Linked DNA regions of Triticum aestivum: region 1 is linked to region 2. Evidence: chromatin contacts called from public Hi-C data. All regions are on one chromosome and are shown on one strand. Each heading gives the region's core, a stretch centred on a gene start, on an enhancer-like site or on the middle of the called end of the contact. The rest is flanking DNA. Distances are from core to core; before and after follow the strand shown. Region 1 has its middle 120 kb from the start of LOC123145026. Region 2 holds the start of LOC123145026 (S-adenosylmethionine synthase 3).

Region 1 (5,997 bases), core at 923-3,422, 120 kb after region 2:
GTGAAGCCAGGTTGAAGCTTGTGGCCCTCATATTAGCTCGTATAATTATTTTTTCATAGAAGGATGTGGCCAACACATCCATGATAATACGTGTTTTCGTCAGTATTTTTGTCATGGAAGTGTCGACAGAAAATATTTTCGTCCGAGCCAAAATGTCACGAATATTTTATTTTCTCTTAGTGATCTTGGTTGTTGCCCCTTCTTGCTTCTCCTTGTCTGACTCTTATTTCCTCCCCCTCGACCTAGCGAAACGGGTGACCAGTGCAAGCCATCTGACGGTTGGATCAACATCATCGTCATCGGCTACAGCGTCAGCGGTCTTTGTGTAATGGACAATGCTTGCCCACTTGCTTTGTCTATTCAACTTGAACCAACAATGCATCAGCATGAATGGCTTGCCCTCGGTCCAGCAGTACATGGCACATGCCTGGTTTGGATAGCAAAGCAAGACAACGACATGATCAACAAGTTGCAATATAAAGAAAATCAACTCAGGTGACTAACACATACAACAACACAAGGAGAAACTTGCGAGCTCAAAGAGTTATGCACCACTCGGCCATTGATTTTTCATCTGTGTATACGCGCCACAATACTTGATCTCATGTTGAATGGTGTTTCATCAATGGCCTAGTGATTTCGCATTGCAATCATGGACCACTTCTTTGTCGTAGGGAGCGTAGTTCTTTTGCTCATGATAGACCTCATGCACACAAAAGCCGAGCCCATTTTCTCCATGCCTTACAACAAATCAACACTCGTGCCCAACCACGTGTCGCACAACAATTCATCCTCTTTCATCTAATACGACAGACCTTTCTTCCTCTTCGCGTTCGCATCGGGCAAGCTTGGCTCTGTCTGCTAGGTGTCCATTGGCATGTCTTCCTCTAGTTGCGGTGGGTGGTCGTCCTCATGGCCGCCGCCATTGTGGATCATATTCATCATATCCTTGTCGGAGGCTGTCGGCGAGCTTGGGGGAGGCATTCCACCGAACAACGACCGAGCACCGCTGCACGAGGGCTCATCAGATGGAAACCACGGTCGGGCGGGTTGCAATGCTTGCGATTCCGTGAACACCTAGTCTGTGTTGAGGTCGACGACGTATGATGGATGGTGGACAGAGGTGGCGAAGTACTGCGGCGACTTGTGTCTTGTCCTAACCGTCTCGATGGTCGATGTACTAGTACATCTGCTTGTAGCCGTGAGGTCAGGGTTGCGATTACCCAGGTGACACAGGCATGGCGGTCTGCTATGGCGGAGGAGCTCCGACTCGAGCAATTGCGGCCGCAGACGTCGCCTTCTTGGTGGCCATGACCGCCAAGCATTGCCCTTGCTATTCCGTGGATCTGACCGCGCAGATAGGCTTGTCCGGGTCTGACAGGGCAACGAACACGATGAAGGGTTTTGATGGATCCACCGTGACGGTGGCGGACGGCGGAATGGACAAGGGCAGAGGTGATCATAATAAAGGGGGGAGGTTGACGTGAAAAGAGTGACATGAGTGTGAAAATGTGCGGGCTCCGAATGGAGTTTTGAATGGGTCTAAGGCGTCGAAGTCTGACGTGACGGACGTCCGGACCACCCATAACTTTTCGATTTGGAACCGACTTGTGAAATTTCAGACTCTGAACCTATTCAGAATTTGATCGTCAACGTTTGGAGGCCTGGAAATGTCCAAACAATTTGGTTTGGACAGTGCGGACGTTTTGGGTTTTGTTTTTTTGAGCGGTCCATTTTGGGTTTTGGTGATTCGCGTTGAAGATGCCCTACACGTACTCGGCGAGCCGTGGACGATAACGTTTGTTTCGTACCTAGGCGGTGGCCAGTGACCAACCGTGGCCTCGATGCGCCACGGGCAAATGTGGGTTTCGAGGCATTCTCCAGGTTCATCGGACCTGGACGCAATGGTAAACCGGTAATCCAAATAACCAAGCCCCATTCGTATGATATAGTCTACGAACCGAGGTGTGGTTCCTTGTTCGTGTGCCTGAAAAACAACTCGATAGCGGCCCGAACGTCTATCTCATTCTTTTTTCGTTCGTGTGATTCCAAGAGCAAAGATTGGTACGGCCTTAAGCAAAGACAAGACATGACATGCTTGAGACTACACTGTGTCGACATGCACTCTCTCTCTCTCGATCGAGGTGGGTGCCGCCGGTTTTGGCGGTACCGCCAAGCATCGCACTGACGCGGCCACGTGCCGTTGGCACTGCTGCCTGCGTTGCTAACCTAAATTGCCGCGCCCACACATTTCATTACGTTGCTGTCTAAAAATATAGTGGTCCTGTTTTACAGAAAGGAAAAGGAGAAATTTCTTATATGAGCAGAATCCCATGGAGAAATTTCTCTGTTTTTTCTCTTTTGGGCGATATTTCTCCACGGTGACTGGCTTTGGTAAATTTCCATGGGTGATGCATGCCGCCGGGGAAAGACAAATTAGAGTGGTGCCCTTTAGAACGTAGAACGGGCAATGGATGTGACGGTGCACTAGTGTGGCCAAGCAAATACCTGACACGTATGGTGGAGCATACGTGGATGGTTTTGTTGCGCGACAGCGACGGCATGTCCAGCAATCGTGTCGTGACACATGGCTGCACAGCCTTGGTCGACACTCGACAGGTCGATCTCGACGATTCTTTCTTTTGTCCCATGCTCATGAAGGAAAATTATCTCAATCCAGCTACCTCGATTTCTCTTTTAATTTCCTTTATTTGGAGCTGCATGCATTGTCGTCCGAACAGGGTAAGCTTTCTTCCACACACAAAAATGACAGGCTTGAACCTTCAAAACCAATTAAACGGGAAAAATGCATTTCTCTGATCAGTTTTTATCTGAACGCCATTGCCATCGGTGACATGGCTGTCAGTAACAAGCTGAAGTACTCGCACGGGGTCTGATAAAAATATCTCAAAACTTTTTAAGTTTCAACAATGAAATTTACAGGTTTTGCATCTGAAACTCCAAGTTTCAACCGGTTTTAAAGATATAATTTTCAGCAATTTTTTCTGCTTGTCGTAGACACAAAACAATTGATTTTATCGCTTGCTCATACTAAGTTTCAATATTTAAACTTACCATATTTTTAAAGTCACCAAAATATATTCAAAATGAATCTTAGTTGTAAGTGTTGGTCACAGGAAACATGAATATGAAAATATAACTTAATTTAATTTTTTTTGAAAGATATAATATTTTGAAAATCGAAAGCCAAAATAAAAAGCGGGCACTAGGGACATACGTGTCACCTCACTTGCTGCCACAAATTCTGTCCTGCTGAAATAGTGGCTGAAAATAAAAGCCCTTGCTTCTTTATGCCTTCCTTTCAGGTAGGTTTTCTTTGGCGGTGATGGGATGACGGTGGTGGCCGGTCCAAGGAATAAGGTTTCCTCGAGACTCTCCATGTCATCGGATGTGGCGGTGTCAATGGCTGAATGGCTGTTAGACTGTATAGTTTCTGTATTCATACGTATATATTGTAACGTTGTATTTCATTCATCATATATATGTGATAGGTCATTTCTAGAGGGTTGTGCCGGTTCCCCCCAAACCTATTGTCTTACATGGTATCAGACTAGGTCATGTACGCTTCCGCCTAAACCCTAATCACCCGGCACCACCGCCGCCGCCGCCGCCTCACTTCCGATCGCACTGCCGCCGCCGCCATGTCGTGCGCCGCCGCCTCCAGATCCACCAACGCCGGCTTCCTGCTGGCCTCCCTCGCGGCTCTCCTGTCTCGCCCGCTGGATGCCGCCGCGGTGCAGTCCCCGCTCGGGACGAGGAGCGTGGGATCCTTCTTCGCGACTCCTCCCTCGGCTGCTTCGTCGCCCGGGCAGGTGCTCGCGGTGCACACCGCTGCCGCCTCGTCCGCCTTCCCCGCCGCCGTCGCTGTCCCGCCTCTCCCGCTGGTGGCGGTCGCGTCGGCCTTGATGGCGGGTCTTGCTGCGTTGGCCTCGGCAGCGGTGCCACCTGCCCCCGCGGCGTCCGCACCCCTGGCCGCATCCACGGTGCCGCTGTCTGCCTCTACGGTGTGCTCACCTCATGCAGTCTACTCGCCGGGATCGCTGCAGCCGCCGCCGTTTCACTTCGGCCATCTCATCACCATCAAGTTTGTCGTCGGACAACTACATCTTCTGGCGTGCGTAGGTCCTTCCGCTCCTTGGGAGCCATTATCTGCTTGGCTACATCGACGACTCTCTCCCTTGCCCCCCGCGCTGGTGGACAGCGTGCATGGTCCGGTCTATAATCCGGCACACCGTGTTTGGACAGGGCATGACCAGGCGAACCTCTCCTCCATCCAGGGTTCGCTTACTCCGGCTGTTGCTGGGCTTGTCGTCTTTGCCAAGACGTCTCATGAGGCATGGACTATCCTCGAGCGCTCATTTGCGGCGCAGTCGCAGGCTCGTGTCTCCGCGCTTCGTCGTTAGCTTGGCGAATGTGAGAAGCTCGACTCCATGGCCACGAAGTTCTACAACAAGGTCAAGGGCCTTGCTGACACGTTAGCCTCCATCGGACAGCCGCTCACCGACTCCGAGTTCAACTCCTTTATTGTCAATGGGCTTGACGAGGAGTATGATGCTTTGGTCGAGATTATCAACGAGCGGGGCAACTCGAATCCCATGATGGCACATGAGGTCTATTCTCGCCTCCTCCTCATCGAACAACGTGTCGAGGCGCGCCGCTCCAAGGGCAGCCACGGCCCCCTCTCCGCGAACGCCGCCACCAAGGGTGGCCGCAACTCGTCTAAGGCGCCACCCCCTGCATCGTCCTCGTCCCTCTCGCCCCCCTCCCCCGTCCACAACTCTACCAGGGGCTGGTGGTCAGCGTGTGTGTCAACTTTGTGGCATTGAGGGGCACTGGGCCTCTAAGTGTCATAAACGCTTCCAGCGGAGTTTTCTTGGTCTCGGCAATGAAGGCAAGGACACACGCAACTTTGCGCGTCAGGTTGCCATGGCTGATCGTCCGGCGCCACCGAAGCAACAAGGGCACACTCAGTCCTACTCCATCGATCCCCACTGGTACATGGACTCTGGGGCAACGGAGCATCTGACGAGCGAGATGGGGAAGCTTCATACTCGTGAACCCTATCATGGCTCTGACAAGATCCACACCGCCAATGGAGCAGGTATGCACATCTCTCATATTGGTCAAGCATCTCTCCTCACTAGACATGCAAATAGGAGTCTTCAGCTTCGCAATGTACTTAGAGTTCCATCTGTGACACGTAATCTTCTTTCAGTTCCTAAACTCACATGTGATAATAATGTGCTTTGTGAATTTCATCCTTTTGATCTTTTTATTAAGGATCGGGGCACGAGGGACATTCTTCTTAGCGGGCGTCTGTGCCAGGGCCTCTATCGTCTGGAGCATCTTGGCGTCGCTCGTGTTTTCAGTGGAGTTCGGGTATCTCTGTCACAGTGGCATGCTCGTCTTGGTCACCCAGCCACACCTATCGTTCGTCATGTTTTGCGTCATCATGAGCTTCCTAGCATGTCTAGTAATAAAGATGTAGCAGTGTGTGATGCTTGTCAGCAGGGGAAGAGTCATCAACTTCCTTTTTCGGAGTCTAGTCGTGAGGTGAAACATCCTTTAGAACTTGTGTTTTCAGATGTATGGGGTCCTGCTCAGACTTCTATTAGTGGTCATAATTATTATATCAGTTTCGTTGATGCTTACAGTCGCTTTGCCTGGCTTTATCTTATTAAGCGTAAATCTAATGTGTTTGATATCTTTGTTCAGTTTCAAAAACATGTTGAACGCCTTCTCAAGCACAAAGTTGTTCATGTTCAGTCGGACTGGGGGGGGGGGGCGAGTATCGCAACCTCAACTCCTCTTTCAGTCGCTTGGGATCGCTCACCGCTTAGCATGTCCACATACACATCAGCAGAATGGTTCAGTAGAACGTAAGCATCGTCACATTGTCGAAACTGGTCTTACTTTTTTGGCCCATGCATCGGTTCCTTTTCGTTTTTGGAGTGATGCTTTCACCACTGCATGTTT
Region 2 (5,645 bases), core at 1,159-3,658:
TCTTGATGAACCTGTTTCCACCTTTCTTCAAGTCCAGGTTGATGCTGATCATCCCGGGCCTGAAGTCAAAGTTCTCCTTCACGAGCTTGAGGATCTCCCTGTCGGGGATCTTGCCGGTGCCGTAGGAGTCGACGAACACAGACAAAGGCTCAGGCACACCGATGGCGTATGAGATCTGCACAATGCAGCGGCGTGCGAGGCCGCTGGCGATGATGCTCTTGGCGGCCTGCCTGGCAATGTAGGCGCCACTGCGGTCGACCTTGGTTGGGTCCTTGCCAGAGAAGGCACCGCCGCCGTGGGCTCCCCAGCCACCATAGGTGTCGATGATGATCTTGCGGCCGGTGAGACCGGCGTCACCATGGGGGCCGCCGATGACGAAGCGGCCAGACGGGTTCAGGTGGAAGATGGTGTTCTCATCGAGGTACTTTGCGGGGATCACCGGCTTGATGACATGCTCCTTGAGGTCCGCAGCAATCTCGTCGTTGGTGACGGTCTCGTCGTGCTGGGTGGAGATGAGGACGGTGTGCACACGAACAGGTACCATGGCACCATCCTCGTTTAGGTACTCGACTGTGACCTGGGTCTTTCCGTCAGGCCTGACCCAGGCGCAGGTGCCATTCTTGCGGACCTCGGTGAGGCGAGCTCCGAGCTTGGTGGCAAGCACGTGGCTGAGGGGCATCAGCTCAGGGGTCTCGTCGGTGGCATAGCCGAACATGATGCCCTGGTCACCGGCGCCAACCTCTTCAGGACGCTTGGTGAAGTGTCCGTGAACACCCTGGGCAATGTCAGGGGACTGCTGCTCGATGTTGACGAGCACCTTGCAACGGTCGGCGTCGAGACCAACGTCATCAGAGATGAAACCGATGTTGCGGCAGGTGTCGCGCACGATCTTCTCATAGTCGACGGTGGCCTTGGTGGTGATCTCGCCCAAGACCATGACCATGTTGGTCTTGGTGACGGTCTCGCAGGCGACCTTGCTGTCGGCATCCTGGGCCAAGCAGGCATCCAAGACGGCGTCGGAGACCTGGTCACAGAGCTTGTCGGGATGGCCCTCGTTCACAGACTCGGACGTGAAGAGGAACGTCTCGGCCGCCATTTCTTTAGTGCTAGCGGTGCTCTGCAAATAGAAGAAATTCCGACGATTAGAATGAAACTCCAACGAGAAATTACTCCGTGTATTTTTTCATTAGTCAGAAAAGGCAACTAAAATCACGGTATTGTCCCAAGTACAGAGAATATGGACGCTCTCATGACCAATATACAGCACACGCCTCACAGCCTGGAAATAAGCCAGAGCAGCAAAAAAAAACACCCCAAAACAAGAAAAATAACAAATATGTCCCTGAGGGGGTTGATTGGTCAACCATCCTGCATCTGCCGCCGTCTAAGCCGCCATCGGAGGAAGGAGCGGCGAGAGCTTCGGGCCGAAGACCCGCCGCCCGCGGCGGGACACATCTCACTGTAGCACATCGAAGTGCCCGGTCGACCACGTCGAGGAGAAACACCGGAGCCGCCTGCCGACGACTAATCAAACCTGCGCCAGAACAGAAGCCGCCACCGCCGTCTCCATCAGAAGCAGCACCAGCCGGCGACTCCCCGTACACATCCACCCGGCCACACAGGAGCCCAAGAGCCAACAACCGCCGTGAGGACCACGCAGCCGGAGGAACAAAAGATCAATAGCGAAGTCGACTACGCCCGGAACCGGATACACAAAGCTCGCCGCTCCGACGAGGAGCCGCAGCACACTTATTGGACGTAGCGCCGCCGGCTGGACAGCGAGACCCACACACCTAATCCTACTCTCTACACACCGGCGCAGAGGACCCAGGGTTCCTCCCACCGTCGCCGGAGGGACAAGCGGAGGAGAGATGACCCCCCGCCTCGCCGTCGGCGAACGAGGAAGACGCGGTCCCCCCCTTTCGCCTCTCTTGGGGACTGCCGCCGATGACAGACTAATATTCTCCATGTTCAGGACGTGCTACTGCCAACTCATAACTACTAACTAGCATGTTCTTCGCATCACGATAAATCTAGTACTGTACTAGTAATTACGCCACCCACGTATGATGAAGAAAAATGATGAATTAAACATGGAAGATCGAAACATGAACAGGGCGTGGGGCGGGGAGGCTAACCTTGCGCTGCTTCTACTGCTCGATCGGGAGGCCGATGAACCGAGGGAGGGAAGAGGCGGAATGTATGCACGGCGTTGTACCAAGATCCCGGCTGCGCCTTATATAGCGGCGGGGGCCGCTGCAAGGTCGTGCGTGTGGCTGGTGGGAGCGTCGGACTGCACAACCTGTGCTGCGGTCGTTGGTGAAGCACTTCACCTCACCAACCCCATTATTTGGCGGTGGGTCAGATCACCTACCACCCGATTTATTTTCTTCTCCACTTGCCTAAGTTTTTTTTTTTTGAGGGATCTCCACTTGCCTAACTGAGCTGCGTAATAATCTCCACTTGCTCAAGTGAGCTGCATAATAATCTACACACCATGCGGTAGGCGTGGTGGTCAATTTCACGTTGCTTTGCCGGAGGCATGGATAGCGCAGCCCATGATCGGATACTATCAAAGGTGCGTTTGGTTGCAGCGGTGGGCAGTGCGCTCTGGGTCAAAGAAAAAAAAATATGTTTTGACTATAAGGGCATCTCCAATGACAACCTGCAAACTTTCCCTGCATCCGTCCGCGGATACGGGTGCAGAAGGCGGCCATCGAATAATACTCGCATATATTTCAACTAGTCTTTGAATCAACCGGATGAAATACATGTAAACACAGCGGATTTCATATAAACCGGACGAAAACATTTTCACTTTAGACATATTTTAACTAAAATGGTAAAAATATGTGCACGTACGGTCGCACGAAGCTTCATTCTCACGACACGAATACACTACACTACTCTATGGCCGTCCCGGTTGTTCCCTTTGTCTTCCCCATGTCCGGCAGCCCGCTCATCGAACTGCCGGGAGCCCCGGAGGCATTGGCGGAGCCACCTCCCGGCTAGCCGGGGCAGCTGCCCGGGCTATGCCATGCATTCTCCTTTGACCACTAGCAGTTAATGGAGAGCCAAGCATCATTTTGCAGGGGCAAACAACCAGCAGGCAGGAGCGTCGTGTACTTTGCCCCGGCTCACCGGCTGAGTTGGCTCCGCCACTGCCGGAGGTATATTCTTCGCGCGTATCTTCTCTATGTCCGGCTGTGCCGCTCATCGGGATGGCAAAGGGAGGGATCTCCACTTGCCTAAGTGAGCTGCGTAATAATCTCCACTTGCCAAAGTGAGCTGCGTAATACTCCCTCGTCCGGAAATACTTGTCGGAGAAATGGATAAAATAGTTGTTTCTAGAACTTAAACACGTCTAAATACATTCATCTCTGCGACAAGTATTTTCGGACGGAGGGAGTAATCTACACACCATGCGGTAGGCGTGGTGGTCAATTTAACCTTGCTTTGGTGGAGGCATGGATAGCGCAGCCCAGGATACGATCGGGTACTATGGAGTTGCGTTTGGTTGCAGCGATGGGCAGAGCGGCAGAGATGGTCTGGGTCAAAGAAAAAAAGTTTTGATTATAAGGGCATCTTCAACGGCGACCTGCAAACTTTCCCTGCATCCGTCCACGGACAGGAGACCTGTCCGCGGATACGCGTGCAGAAGGCGGCCATTGAACAATGCCTACATATATTTCAACTACTCTTTGAATCAATCGGATGAAATATATGTAAACGTGCGGGTTATACCATGGGGTCATATCCCCAACATTAGCCTTTAGATTGACTTGAATTTATTCATGTCAATCTTCGGATCGATAATAATTCCGGGTCATCTTCCTTTTGAATCTGCATCGTGGTCGGGTTATAGGTTCCGGCTTATGATACTCTCACACTTGTCATTTTCTATCTATTTGAAAGTATAACGTCATCTTCCAGATTTTCACGAGCTCAAGCGTGACATCATAGCGAATCTTTTATGTATATCTGCCAAACCCGAAAATCGAGGCATCCCTTACTCGAAAAGTTATAGTGCCTCCTCTATTTTTGCGCCTACCTATTCTCCTTCTCTTTTTCCTTATAAATATACCCGTAGGGGTTCTTTTTCCACTTTTACCTCTTCACCCCTCCAGTCGCCTTATTCCTTGCGCCCCGGTCTTCCGCAACCAAAGCTCCGCCACCGCGCGACTGCAAGCCCTCCGACGACGTCGTCTGTGTTCTCTGCTTCGCGCACGTCGTCGTCGAAGTTGCTCAAGAACTCCCTCGAAACACCCACTGCATCAAGGTATGTTTGATCTCCTCTTTTAGATCTGTAGAAATACCCCATTGTTCCTCGCATCTCGTTGTAGTTCATCAGTGTTCTTTGCGGTTCATCGCCATAATTTGGGATATATTTAGTTTGTTTTGTGCTACTCATAGAAACACTGCGGTGGCGATTGCAATACCATTCTAGCATCTAGGAAACTCACATTGCCATTCAATCTTGTCAATGGACCTGCTATTGCTTCCACTGTGTGCTCTAGGTTTTGATAAATGTTTATTTTCCAATGCTTTTGTAGATCTGTGACTGCAAATGTTTCAATAGAAACTTGTTTCTGTCCCAACACTTAGCTGAAAACCCAAAGTTTTCAAATAGGATGAGTCGCCTTATGTCTTGCTGGCTCATTGATACGTCCATTTTGCATCATGTTTTCTTACTGTTATTTATGATGTTTTTATCCATAATAATGCTTTTTGGAGTAATTCTAATGCCTTTTCTCTCATAATATGCAAGGTATACACAAAGAGGGAGAATTCCGGCAGCTGGAAATTTGGACCTCGAAAAACTATGTCAGGCTACCTATTCTCCACAACTCCAAATAAGCTGAAACTTCACGGAAATTTTTTATGGAATATTTAAGGAATATTGGAGCAAATAACTACCAGAGGGGGCCCACCAGGTGGGCACAACCCACATGGGCGTGCGAGGGAGCCCAGGCGCACCCTGGTGGGTTGTGCTCACCCAGGCCCACCTCCGGTGCCCATCTTCTGGTATATAGGTCATTTTGACCTAGAAAAATAAGGAGAAGACTTTCGGGATGGAGCGCCACCGTCTCGAGGAGGAACTTGGGCAGGAGCACTTTTGCCCACCGGCGTAGCGATTTCGCCGGGGGAACTTCCCTCCCGGAGGTGGAAATCATCGTCATCATCATCACCAACAACTCTCCCATCTTGGGAAGGGCAATCTCCATCAACATCTTCAACAACACCATCTCATCTCAAACCCTAGTTCATCTCTAGTGTTCAATCTTGTTACCGGAACTATAGATTGGTGCTTGTGGGTGACTAGTAGTGTTGATTACATCTTGTAGTTGATTACTATATGGTTTATTTGGTGGAAGATTATATGCTCAGATCCATTATGCTATTTAATACCCCTCTGATCTTGAGCATGATTATCATTTGTGAGTAGTTACTTTTGTTCTTGAGGTCACGGGAGAAATCATGTTGCAAATAATCATGTGAACTTGGTATGTGTTCGATATTTTGATAGTATGTATGTTGTGATTCCCTTAGTGGTGTCATGTGAACATCGACTACATGACACTTCACCATATTTGGGCCTAAGGGAATGCATTGTGGAGTGATAGAAGCTTAAACCCCAGTTTATG

The links. Hi-C and Micro-C count contacts between places; a contact is called where the count stands out from the background.
Region 1: a contact with region 2 is called in a Hi-C map of leaf, with 2.4 times the contacts expected there. The contact joins the enhancer-like site here to the promoter of LOC123145026 in region 2. A contact is called at or near these places in 3 of 5 Hi-C or Micro-C datasets (leaf and an unstated tissue).

The regions. Positions count from the first base shown.
Region 1 is chr6D:344,270,514-344,276,510 of IWGSC CS RefSeq v2.1, forward strand. No RefSeq gene overlaps it. Among protein-coding and RNA genes, the nearest start is that of LOC123145026, 120 kb to the left of the region's middle. Within about 2 kb of position 2,173, at least 3 of the 8 cell types and tissues checked have an H3K27ac peak or open chromatin away from gene starts, as enhancers often do. A contact at or near this core is called in leaf, where this site is marked.
Region 2 is chr6D:344,148,555-344,154,199 of IWGSC CS RefSeq v2.1, forward strand. LOC123145026 (S-adenosylmethionine synthase 3) reads right to left here and starts at 2,409. Exons shown (of 2, transcript XM_044564321.1): 1 at 2,139-2,409; 2 at 1-1,117. The coding sequence starts at 1,096.